Regions from separate parts of the Sus scrofa genome. Here region 2 is linked to region 1. A link is a contact called in public Hi-C data. All regions are on one chromosome and are shown on one strand. The core of a region is the stretch at or near the end of the contact, and the rest is flanking DNA. Distances in the headings are between cores, read along the strand shown.

Region 1 (6,192 bases), core at 627-3,126:
CCTGACACAGAGCTGGCGCTCACTATTTGCAGTCTCAATAAATAAATACCACTGATGAGTTGTGTGATCTCAGATAAGAAAAATCTCTTTCTCTCCTTCCTCATCTGACACCACGACTCCAATGTCCACCTTGTTCACTGGAATACAGGCATACTGTCCTTTTTCCTGTTCCTCCAACACAGCAAGCTCACTCCTACCGTTGCATCTATTTCCTCTCCTGGAACATTCCTCCCCAGTTCTTTGCATGGTGTCCCCTTCTTACCAATCAGGTCTTAGGTCAACTATTTCTTCAGAAGCTTTCTCTGACCACTTTGACTAATGTTCCTCCCATATCATTCACCCAATGTGTGTTCCTGTTTTATTTTCTCCTTAGCAGTTAGCACTATCTGTTGACTTATTACACTTTCCTTCACTAGAATAAAAAGCAAGATAGAGCTTCCGCATCTATCTTGTGCACCACTGTATTCCAATGCCCAAAACAACATCTAGCTCATAGTAAATTCTCAATAAGCATTTGAAATAACTTTATATCAAAAGTTTCACTATTGAAAAAATATATACTATGTACCTATGAAGATTCAGGCTCTATTTCAAGATGCTGGGGATTCAGCTGAGAGCAAAATAAACAAAAATCTCTGCTCTCCTGGGGCATGCCTTCTAGTGGGGAAACAATAAACAAGATTAAAACAATACCATATCTGATAACAGTCAGTGTTAAGGAGAAAAAAAAAAAGCAGGAAAGGAGGATATGAAGTGTATGTGGAGGGGCAAAATTTCAGCTAGGACAGCCAGAGAAGGAAATAAAGAGAAGAGCCACAAGGCTATATGGGGAAAAGGCCAGGATAACTGGGACAGGAATGAAGGGGCTGGAAGCTAACACAACAGGAGATGAGGTCAGGGAGGTTAAGAGAAGTCATACTGTATAGGCCTTACTGGCTAAACCAAGGACTTCGACTTTTACAAAGAGTAAGATAGGAAGGTTTTGGAGAATTTCAGCGCCGGGGTGCCACCATGTGGCTTGTTAAAAGAGGATCTCTGAGAGTTCCCCATGTAGCTCAGCGAAAAAGAACCTGATCAGGATCCATGAAGATGCGGATTTGATCCCTGGCCTCGCTCAGTGGGTTAAGGATCGAGTGTTGCTGTGAGCTGCGGCGTTGGTCGCACAAGCGGCTCAGATCCTGAGTTGCTGTGGCGTAGGTCAGCAGCTGCAGCTGCAGCTCTGATTCAACCCCTAACCCCGGAACTTCCATATGCAGCAGGTGTGGCCCTAAAAGACAAAAATAAATAAATAAATAAAATAAAAGAGGATCTCTGGCGCTGCTGTTTTGGGAGAATACCTGAGGGATAAACGAAAGGGCCGGTGAGGATGCTAAAATAATTGTCGCGCGAGAGAGTGCTCGGAAAGACTGAAGAAGGAGCAGACGCAGCGGTTGGAATAAATTTCAGCTTGTGACAGTTACGTTGGAGTACAGTTTAGCAGGAAGACTAGGCTGGGGGTTAGTACCTGGAACTCAAATGGTATGTAATATTAATAGTAATCGAATCATGGAAATGGACAACCAGCTCTACCACTTACTAGGAACGAACTCTTGAGTAAGCCATTTTTAAGTTCTGGGCCTCAGTTTCCCTACTAGTGAAACAAATATATTCCCACATAACAGGGCTTTCATGAGTATGAAACGAGAAGTGTCAAAAGCTGACCGTGAGCAATGTGAGAAACCTGAGCCAAGGACTGCACGAGCCTGTCCCGGAGGGAGGGGGCTGCCGTGGAAGCCGCGACCAACTCCACTCACAACCTCCGATGTCCGAGCAGCAGCGTTGAAAAGGTAGCCGCTCTCCCGCACTGTAACGTAGTCTGCGGTGCCCAAACCTCGCGAGATTTGTAGGCCGGGCAAAGTCACCCTCCCACCCACATCTCGCGAGACCCACGTTCCTGAGCGGCTATCGGCAGGTTAGAGCTTGCGGGGAAGATGGAGTATCCCGCGTTGGGCTCAGTGGAAGCAGCGGACAGCGGCGTGGCCCAGCTATACAACAGCTCGGAGGAGCGGGAGGGCCGGGAGCTGGATGCGCTGCGCTTCGACCGCGAGAGGGCGCGCCGCCTCTGGGAAGCAGTGTCCGGGGCCCAACCAGTGGGGAGGGAGGCAGGTGAGTCCGGGGGTCTCAGAGGCAGGAATCCCCTCGCCCGCCTGTTCATTTCCTCGGGAGTGGCGGAAGCGCGGGGCGAGAATGCGGATCAGCCCCCGGGTCTACGGTCACACCCCCTGGCGCCCGACCTGTCCCCTTGCGCGACGCGCCCCGGGACTCCCTTGACTCGTGCACCCCACCTGGGCCCGAGCGCCGTGGGTAGCTCCACTGAAAATCGAGACCGCGGCACCCCAAGAATCGCGTGCAAATGATCAAGGGCCTTTTCATGCTCGGGCGTGGGATTCTTTCCCCCGCCTTCTTCATGCACCAGAGCGCATATCTTCCTAAACTCCAGGACTGGAATCATCTGGGCGTGCCGTCATCACCGTCTCAGATCTGCAGAACCTTCCTCGCCTGGCCAGACTCTTAGCCCTTTCACTATACCAATCTCCAGGTTTCCCGGTCCTAGTGTCTCTTGCCTCCCTTCTCATGCCCTACACTTCCGAGGGCCCTAGAAGGCCTTACACCATTGTCCTTCCTGGACTTGGTGACCGAGCCCTGGCCTACCCCCTGCTTCTTGATATCTCTTGTCTCCACCAGCTGGGTCCCTTTTCAGAGATGTGGGCCAGGAGCCTGAGAACCTGACCAGGATATACTTTGACTCCAGCTTCTTTGTATCCCAGTGTTGTGGAGAACAGGATACACAAGGCTACCCAGGGGGCCACTTCTGGACTGAAGCTTCCCAGGTTGACTTGGCACTGAGTAAGATGGAGTAGAAAAAGGAGGATGGAAAAAGCTGCCCTGACCCTGCTATGTGACACCCTTCACAGTCAGCAGAGCTATCTGCTTAACTAACCCAGAAGTACACAAACTGGGCCTTTGTGCTAATCCTGTCAGGTAATCTGCAGGGAAATCAGATTTCTCTAAAGGCTTGTTTACTTGCTGAGCAGACTAATTTTGGAAAGTAAATATGTTGCTTGTGAACTGATTGCCCTGGGATAAATGGAATTTTTGTCTAGGAAGATGTTTAAATTTGGAGTGGTATGCAGACCTATACCCTGATGAATATTTCTTAGTCCAGTCTGACTCTTAAATTAGTATAGAGCACCTGTCTCCTTCATCCTCATACATTCAAATGTATTTAGCACAAAGTTGCCTCTCCTCCGCCCTCAACCTCAGCAATTTTCCTTTCATTCATTTGACATTCACTGACACCTGCTCTGTTCTCAAGACTGGCTGTCCTCAGAGCCACAGAGATGAGGAAAATACTGTCCTTGTCCTGAGGAGCTTGTAGTCTAGTCCAGGAAGCAGACACCAAAACAGTTGCAGTATAATGTAGTGGATGCACTAAAGAGGAATATCTAAGAGTTGAAGGTGCACAAAGAGGAAGTGACCTTTGTCCTCAAGGAACAGAGAAGGCATACCCTGAAGCAGAGAACACAGCATCTGTGTGCTGAAAAGTGAACTGTCTGTGTGTGCACACTGTCACTTTGAACATTTCTCTCCTTTCCTCACTTTGTCCAATAATTTATCTGAGGTCTAGGTAGATAACCTGTAATACCAAGTCCTACTCAACTTGGTTTTTTGTTTTTTCTCTTAGCACTTTCATTGAGTTATAATTTACCTACCATAAAATTCACCCATTATAACTGTACAATTCAGGAGTTCCCGTCGTGGCGCAGTGGTTAACGAATCCGATTAGGAACCATGAGGTTGCGGGTTCGGTTCCTGCCCTTGTCAGTGGGTTAACGATCCGGCGTTGCCGTGAGCTGTGGTGTAGGTTGCAGACGCGGCTCGGATCCCGCGTTGCTGTGGCTCTGGCGTAGGCCGGTGGCTACAGCTCCAATTGGACCCCTAGCCTGGGAACCTCCATATGCCGCGGGAGTGGCCCAAGAAATAGCAACAACAACAACAACAACAACAACAAAACAAAAGACAAAAGACAAAAAAAAAAAAAATAACTGTACAATTCAGTGATTTTTAGTAAAACTATGGGGTTGTATGGCACTAATCTAATTTAGAATATTTCTGTCACTCCAGTTAGTTCTTTTGTGCCGCTTTACATTAAATCTTCACTTTCACCTCCTCCTGTAGGCAACCACTAGTTTTTTTCTGTCTCTGTAAATTTGCCTTTTCTGGACTTTTCGTATAAATGGAATCATATATATGTAGTATTTTGCATTTAGCTTCTCTCACTCAATATGTTTGGTTTTGGTTTTGGTTTGTCTTGCCCGTGCCTGTGGCATGTGGAATTTCCTGGGCCAGGGATTGAACCCGCATCACAGCAGCTACACAAGCCACAGCAGTGACAGCGCTGTATCCTTAACCCACTGAGCCACCACAGAACTCCGTCACTCAGCATATTTTGAGGTTAAGCCAAATTGTAGTGTGTATTAAAACTTCATTCCTTTTATTGCTAAATAGACTTTCATTGAATAGATCTTGCTTTTTTTAATCCTCTAATAATCTCTGCCTTTTGAGTGGGCTATTTAGACTATTCACATTTGATTTAGTTATTGATAAGGCTAGATTTACTGGCTCTGCTTCACTGACCTTGTGAAAATTAACCCTGTACTTCACATTCTAGATCTCTCCGCCTCTGCCCCATCCTCTGCTTATCTACTATAGGGATACAAATTAAATCCTGTAAATCAGTTGCCTTCTCATAAGAGCTGAAAGATAGAAATGCTGTGAAGATCATATTCCTATGGCTGTTGGCTATAGTTACTATCAAGAAAGGTCATGGAAGGAGTTCCTGCTGTGGCATAGTGAGTTAAGAATCTGACTGCAGCAGTAGGGGTTACTGTGGAGGCACAGGTTTGATCCCTGGTATGGTGGGTTAAAAGGATCCAGCATTGCTGCAGCTGAGGTATGGTAGGTCGTAGCTGCAGCTCAGATTCAGTCCCTGGCCCAGAAACTTCCATATGCCACAGGCATGGCCATAAAATAAACAAATAAATAAGAAAGGTGGTAGAACTATGAGATCTTCCTTCATCAGTGTTCCTGCATCCGTTCTCCAGCTTCATAGGTTAAGAGGCATGCGCAGTGACAATGGAAGCTGCTTACTGCCAGCAAGGCTTCAATGGAGGCCTCAGAAGCTTTAACTCACCTATTGAAACAGTTATGCATTGTTCATAGAGACATTTCTGGAAGGCTCAACTCTAGCACCTTCAGCCTTTCCAATGATTTTCTAAGCACCTAATGTCCAATATGAAACCTGCCCATTTCTGGTAATTGGTAGTTGGATTAGAGTTGTTTGTGGATAACTGGGCAACTTTCTGGCCACCTTCTCAGAATTCTGATGATTCATGTAAGTTATGTTTCCCTCTGTGGGAAATATTATGAACTTCTCACAGATTTTGTGAGTCAGGAATTCAGGAAAGGGTTGGCTGGACATTTCTGACTCAAGGTCTCTTAGACAGTTGTAGTCTCATGATGGCTAGAGCTGAAACAGCATTATAGGCTGGCCAGGCATCTCTCTCTTTTTTCATGTAGTCTCAAGGACTCTTCATGTGATTTCATGCATGGAAAAGTTAGAGTTTCCTCACACTTTGCAAGAAAACCACTTCCTGGTGGCTAAATACTTTAAGAATAAATATTCCCAATTTGGTTCATTTTATCATTCCTGTCTTCCACGTGTCTGTGTTGCTTAGTGGTCAGCCAGTGCTTCAGTAAATACCTGGAGCCCATAAGGACTCAGTCCTCTGCAGCTGGATCTGTGGGTAGGTAGGAAAGTGCATTCAGAGTTCAGGCCGTTTTAAAGTCAGCTCCGGAGTTCCCGTTGTGGCTCATTGGTAACGAACCTGGCTAGTATCCATGAAGATGCGGGTTTGATCCCTGGCCCTGCTCAATGAGTTAAGGATCCAACATTGCTGTGAGCTGTGGTGTAGGTCACAGATGCAGCTCCAGTCTGGCATTGCTGTGGCTGTGGTATAGGTTGGCAGCTACAGCTCCACTTTGACCGGTAGCCTGGGACTTACATATGCCATTGGTGTGGCCCTAAAAAGCAAAAATAAATTAATAAGTAAATAAATAGGAGTTCCTGTCGTGGATCAGTGGTTAACGAAC
Region 2 (6,176 bases), core at 2,822-5,321, 560 kb before region 1:
ATCATGCAATTTTTTTTATGAATGTGGGACTTTAAAAGAGCAACCAGGTATCTCTGCTTTTAAAAAAAATCTCTGCTTAGAGGTTGCTTTTATCAGCATCCTTCCCCCCTCATGCAAAACTGAGGTGATCCTTCTTGTAGCCTCTGCTTTGAGATATTCTAATTAAACACTTTCCCTCTATAACCCACTAGCAGTAGTAGTTTATTTCCTGAGTTAGTTCCCACGCCTTTACTCCCATAAGTTCACCCACATTCATGAGGTCCTTGCTCTAAGGATCTAGCCTAGGCCCCATATTTATAGACCTATGAATCTGTGCTCAGTGTAGTTTTCTGTACTGGGGACTCAGTACCACCTTGGCCCGGTCACCCTCATGGAATTCAGAGATGGGAGATGAACAATAAACATGTAAACAAGACAGTAACAGTTAGTGACCAGTGGTTAGAAGCAAGCATCTGTTTTTAGGCTTTCTCTGAGATGCTGTACACATGTACTGAGAGCCGAAAGTCAAAGGGGGCCAGTCATGTGAAGACTCAAGGAAAGAGTTCCATGGCAGAGGGTGCTACAAAGTCCCTGAGGTGTGAATGAGAATAATGAGGTGGAGGTTTGAGAGTAATGAGCTTGCAGTAATGAGGTCAGAGAAGCAGAGAGCCCTTGTAGGCTTTGTCAGCCACAGGAAAGAGCTTGGATTCTATTTTGAAGCCAATGGGAAACCAATAGAAGGTTTTGAGCTGGGAGGTGATAGGATATGATTCACTTTTTTTTTCTTCTTAGGGCTGCACCTGGGGCACATGGAAGTTCCCAGGCTAGGGGGCCAACTGGAGCTGCAGCTGCCGGCCTATGCCACAGCCACAGCAGTGGAGGATCCAAACCAAGTCTGCGACCTACACCACAGCTCACAGAAATGCCAGATCCTTAACTCACTGAGTGAAGCCAGGGATCAAACCCACTTCCTCATGGATATTAGTAAGGTTCTTAACCCTCTGAGCCACAGAGGGAACTCCCTCATTTAATTTTCCATTAAATTGTGTGTTCTTAGAGGACAGTGGCTGTGTCTCGTTTACCTTTACAGCATCTGGTCCAGAGCCTGGCTCAGAATAAGCACTCCTTAAATATTTGCTGAGTGAACTCCTAAGATCTATAGATGAATATAATTGATAAACCTATTAAAAAGCTCTTTGAAATGCTCTGGATCTGCACTGTCCAATACATGACCACTAAGCCTGTGTGGCAACTGAATACTTGAAATGTGGCCAGTGCAAATAGAGATAAGAAAGTGTAAACTACATCAAAGGACTTTTTTTTTTTTTTTTTTTTGGCCACTCTGCAACATGTGGAGTTCCTGGGCCAGGGAACAGATCTGAGCTGCAGTTGTAACTTACACTGTTAGCTGCAGCAATGCCAGATCCTGTAATTCATTGTACCAGGATGAGAATAGAACCTGTGTCCCGGCGCTGCAGAGACACCATTGATCTCACTGTGCTACAGCGGGAACTCCTACGGCCATCATATTTTGATTGGATAGCACTACTCTAAAATGGAAAATAAATGTCAGAAAAAAATTATTCGTGGGAGTTTGTGTTGTGGCTCAGCAGGTTACCAACCCAACTAGTATAAATGAGGATGCAGATTGATCCCTGGCCTTGCTCAGTGGGTTAAGGATCTGGTGCTGCCATGAGCTGTGGTGTAGGTTGCAGACGCGGCTCAAATCTCAGGTTGCTGTGGCTGTGGCATAGGCCGGCAGCTGTAGCTCCTATTTGACCCCAGCCTGGGAACTTCCATATGCCATGGTGTGGCCCTAAAAAGATTTTTTTAAAAAAAGAAAAGAAAAAAATTATTCTTAAAGAAAAGGACAAACCAATATTTGATGACATTTTCCATATGTTCTTCTTGAACTTATCAAAAAAGCTTAGGTTTCTTCCCAGTCCAGCTTCTCTCATGACAAAAGGAAGCCATGAGGATTCTGCATAGGTCAGAAGGGCAGACAGGCAGCTCATGGGCCGAAATGTGGCTTGCAGTTATGGTTGACATAGTAATTTTCTTAAGAACTGAATTTGTTATTACTGTTTCAAAATGGGGAGAATCCATATGCAGATCCAAATTTGTTAGATGCTGTTAAAAAATGGGAAGTTGTGGCAACACTGGTCTTACATGGAGGCCAACAGCTATACCTAAAAAGCAGAAACCACTTTTGAACAGGGAACAGACTCTTCAGGGTGACATATATCAGTGCATTTCTACGGTAAAGCGTTTTTTAAGATATTTATTGTAACCATATCTTTATTCAAAAAAGAAAAGGGAAATGTAGACTCAGAAGGTGTATGAGTCTTTGAGGAAGTGAAGAACATTCAATGGTGTTTTATTAAATAGAACTACAAAGTTTGTCTGTTGAGAGAATACATCTTCAATCAGAATTATGCAACAAATCCAGAGGGCGTCTGACTTTGCAGTCCCTCATGTAGTTTGACAGGATCCAACATTCTTAGTGAGGCTGAACAGTACTCCTTTGAGCTTTGAGCTGACGTAAAAAAATCCCTAAAGTGCCTGCTACTTGTTTCCAATTTTACTTTAAGGGTCTAAGAAAAATTCCAGGACATTATTACGATGTTTGCGTAGACCTGGTAAGACGTGATTCAGGCCTGAAAGGAAGAACTAGCCAAATTTTAAGTCCTTCCATCCCTTAATGTACTCCTCATGGAACATCAAAGCACTTCTGGTTCTGTCTTACCTGATTCAACACTATGAAGTTGGTGGGGTCAGATTCCACAGATGCAGAGCACAACCCAGCCCAAGAGGCTGAGTGCCTGGCTAGGAGTTAGACAGGTAGTCAGTGGAAAAGTGGTCACCAGACCGTGACCCCTCTGCCCCCCAAGGCCTTTTGGATGGTGAACAGAGAAGGCAAATGGTAGGAGAAAAGAAATGGCAATGAAAATGGGAGCTCTAAAGAGGGCTGGCAGGTTAGAAGTGGCAAGGAAATTGCAGAAGGCAGCAGACATCGAGGGGTGGGGATAGGGCAGTGAAAAGGGTGAGCCACTGCTTCTAAAATGAAGGAGCTGAGGCAGCATATCTGGGGCTGTTGCTGAACCTCATTCCACCAACAGCAAAACGGAGACTGGAAAGGAGGTGGTTTGCCCAGGGACGTCCAACACTCTGCCAAGTGGACACCAGAACCTAGTCTCCTGATCCCATTCTGGGACTTTTTTTTTTTTTTTGCTTTTCAGGGTAGCACCAGCAGCATATCATAAGGAGGTTCTCAGGCTAGGGGTCCAATCGGAGTTACAGCTTCCTACACCACAGCCACAGCAACGCCAGATCCCAAAACGCAGCTCACGGCAACGCAGGACTTCACCCACTGAGCGAGGCCAGGGATCGAACCTGCAACCTCATGGTTCCTAGTCGGATTCATTTCCGCTGAGCCACGATGGGAACTCCAGCTCTTGGACTTTCCCTTCTGTCGGTCACAGGGAAGATGGGCCAGTGGGCAAAGGGACCCGAGAAGGCCTGAGGTACGCAGATGCAGAGGGCAGGAGGTGTGGACTCAAAGCTCTAAGGCTGGCAGCGCCACTAACCATCAAAGACCCGTGTGGCTGAGCCCAAAACAATTTTCACACCTCCCACAGCCTCCGGTTCGAAGGCTGCGTGGGAAATGCCTTCCACCCCCACCATTGTATTCGGGGACTTTTGGAACCTCCCTATAGTTTGTCAGGGGCTTCTGGAAACATGACGGCAGGAATCAAGTATCAAACAGCCGATATTTGCGAACTGCCACAATTTCCTAAGAAACATTGCGGGGCGTGGGGGCAACCGAAAGCTGCCGAGTGGCTTTCGGGACCTCTCGGCTCTCTGCAAGCTATTCCAGAGTCCAAGTCTCTGTTAGGTCTGTTCCTAAGAGCGATTTGTACAGTCTCTCGACAATTTCCGGAACCGTTCGAGATCATCCCGAGAATGGCGCCCTCTGGCGGCAGGAATTGCCAGCATTCTCCGCACCCCCCACCCCGTGGCGGGGCGGGGGTGTGTGCCGGCACGCGCAGACGCAGTTGCGTGCTGGAGGCCGTTCAGACCGGATGTGGTTGCTGCTGAGGTCACTTCCGGCGGGTGACGGTGCGGACGGGTCAGAAGCGTAGAGGCGGCGGCAAAATGGCGGCGCCTGAGGAGCGGGATCTAACCCAGGAGCAGACCGAGAAGCTGCTGCAGTTTCAGGTAGCAGCGAGTACTCGGTACAGCGAATGTCGCCGCGTGCTAGAGAGTGGGTCCCTAGAGGAGCCCAGAACCCTGTTCAGATTGGGCCCGAGATTCTTCTCAGACCAGCAGGCGGCCCCCTCCCCCCCAGACGCCAACTGCCCTGCTGCCCCCGGCCCCCGAGCCTCTTGTCGGTCCCCGGCCTTTCGGGAATGGTTGCAGCCACGCCCGCTTTCCTCATTCTCTTCTCAGAGGGTCAGCTTCCCAGGTTCCCCTTAGCTGAATCCGTCCTTAGCCAGCCTTTTCATCCCGGTTACCGGTCGGACCCTGTTGGCCCAACGACTCTGACGGTACTGAGATGCTTAATCCCCACTGCGGAGTTGGCCTCGCTTCGGGTCTCTGGAAAGCCTCCTACCAGCCTCACATGCCATTTCCACAAACATGTACTCAGGGCCTCTTGGGTGCCAGGTCCTGTGTTGGGAGATCTCCTTAGGGGTGGGGGCAGGCCTGCCCCCCGCCCTAAAGGTGTGGGAGGACACCTCCTAAGGAAATAATGCAGCATTATAAATGTCATCAGTGGCCTCCGAAGGGTTTGTTACCCCTGGCTTATTCCGGGACTCAGTGCTTGACTCTGCTTGAGGAGGGTGGTAAAAGGAATCTGCCTCCCTTTAGTGGATCTTTGGGTTAAGAACTTTTGGCACTGAGCACCTCATCTCTGAGCTGGAGAATCTCGTTGGAGGAGACCTAGGTAACCTTGGCTCTTTATCACCCCGATGGATACTAGTTTCCTTATTTCTAAAATATATATCTTAAAAATGTTTACCCCCTAAGGAAGTTGTGGAGATGCAGTGAGTTTATGGATGTCTGAAGGGCTTTGTACACTGTAACCTGCTCTCAAACAGTATTGCTAATGTTAATCATTATTTAGCTTGGGGTAGAATTAAAGTTAGTGGTACACTTATTTCCTAACACAAAATGTGCTAAATATATTTATTCATTCCACAGTATTTACCAAGACCCTTCCTTCCCAGGCAATAACAATAGGTGGTTAGAATCCCATTTATTTTAAGTACTTTGCTAAAACTTAGCATACATTATAGCACTTAGTCCTACAGTTCTGTGAGATTCACACTGTTAGAATCCCTGTTTTACAAGTGAGGATATGAGGCTTAAGAAGTCACATGCTTAGGTTACACAGCTATTAAGTGGTGGCCTCAGATTTAAAACCAAGTCCATCTTTCTAAGACCTTTCCTGAGCTCTTGAGTGCTCTACAACCTGTGTTAAGTATCATTGTACAACTGAGAGTGAAATGCAGATGCTGTAATATTGTCCTTTCTTTGTTTTTTTTGGCAAGTTCTCTCTTCTGTAATTTCCTTGATTAGATTTCACCGCAGTCAATTTCAAAGAGTTTTTTCTCTTAAATTGAGCAGTGGGTTGGAAATGTATAAATGGGCAACTACTATCATAGAAGTAGTTGGCCTTTGAAGTTTTGCTTAGAGAAATTGATGACACAGCAAGTTAGAATCGTAGTAAATAAAGAGCAGACAGCTAGCTTCCACTTCCTGGTAGACCACTAATTTCAGAGTTTTGTTGAACTTTGGCAGATCATTTTACCCTTTACAGCTCTTAAGGGACAAGCCCCTATATTGTTTGAATGTAATGAGGTGATATGAGTTATAAGTCATGAAGTACTTAGTTTGGACCTGGAAGAACATGAATATGTGGTAGCATTTCTGAGTAAAGTACATAGGAACCTCTATTTTTGTCTTTATTGGGTATTTTCTCTGAGAAAGAGAGGTGAGGGAGTTCCTGTTGTGGCTCAGTGGTTAACCAACGCAACTAGTGTCCACGAGGTCTCAGGTTGGATCCCTGGCCTCCCTCAGTGAATTGGGGATTCAGTGTTGCCCTGAGCTGTGGTGTAGGCTGCAGACGCAGCTTGGATCCACTGCTACTGTGGCTGTAGTGTAGGCCAGCAGCTACGGCTCCCATTCATCCCCTA

What was found. A called contact is a pair of places that touch in the nucleus more often than the background predicts.
Region 2: a Hi-C map of omental adipose tissue shows a contact between it and region 1, with 2.1 times the contacts expected there. The contact joins the promoter of FAF2 here to the promoter of UIMC1 in region 1. A contact is called at or near these places in 2 of 47 Hi-C or Micro-C datasets (embryonic fibroblasts and omental adipose tissue).

Annotation. Positions count from the first base shown.
Region 1 is chr2:80,891,315-80,897,506 of Sscrofa11.1, reverse strand. It overlaps UIMC1 (ubiquitin interaction motif containing 1), which reads right to left and starts at 1,876. Exons shown (of 15, transcript NM_001097447.2): 1 at 1,702-1,876. It overlaps ZNF346 (zinc finger protein 346), which reads left to right and starts at 1,930. Exons shown (of 7, transcript NM_001244480.1): 1 at 1,930-2,145. The coding sequence starts at 1,971.
Region 2 is chr2:81,452,167-81,458,342 of Sscrofa11.1, reverse strand. FAF2 (FAS-associated factor 2) reads left to right here and starts at 4,071. Exons shown (of 11, transcript XM_003123660.4): 1 at 4,071-4,197. The coding sequence starts at 4,135.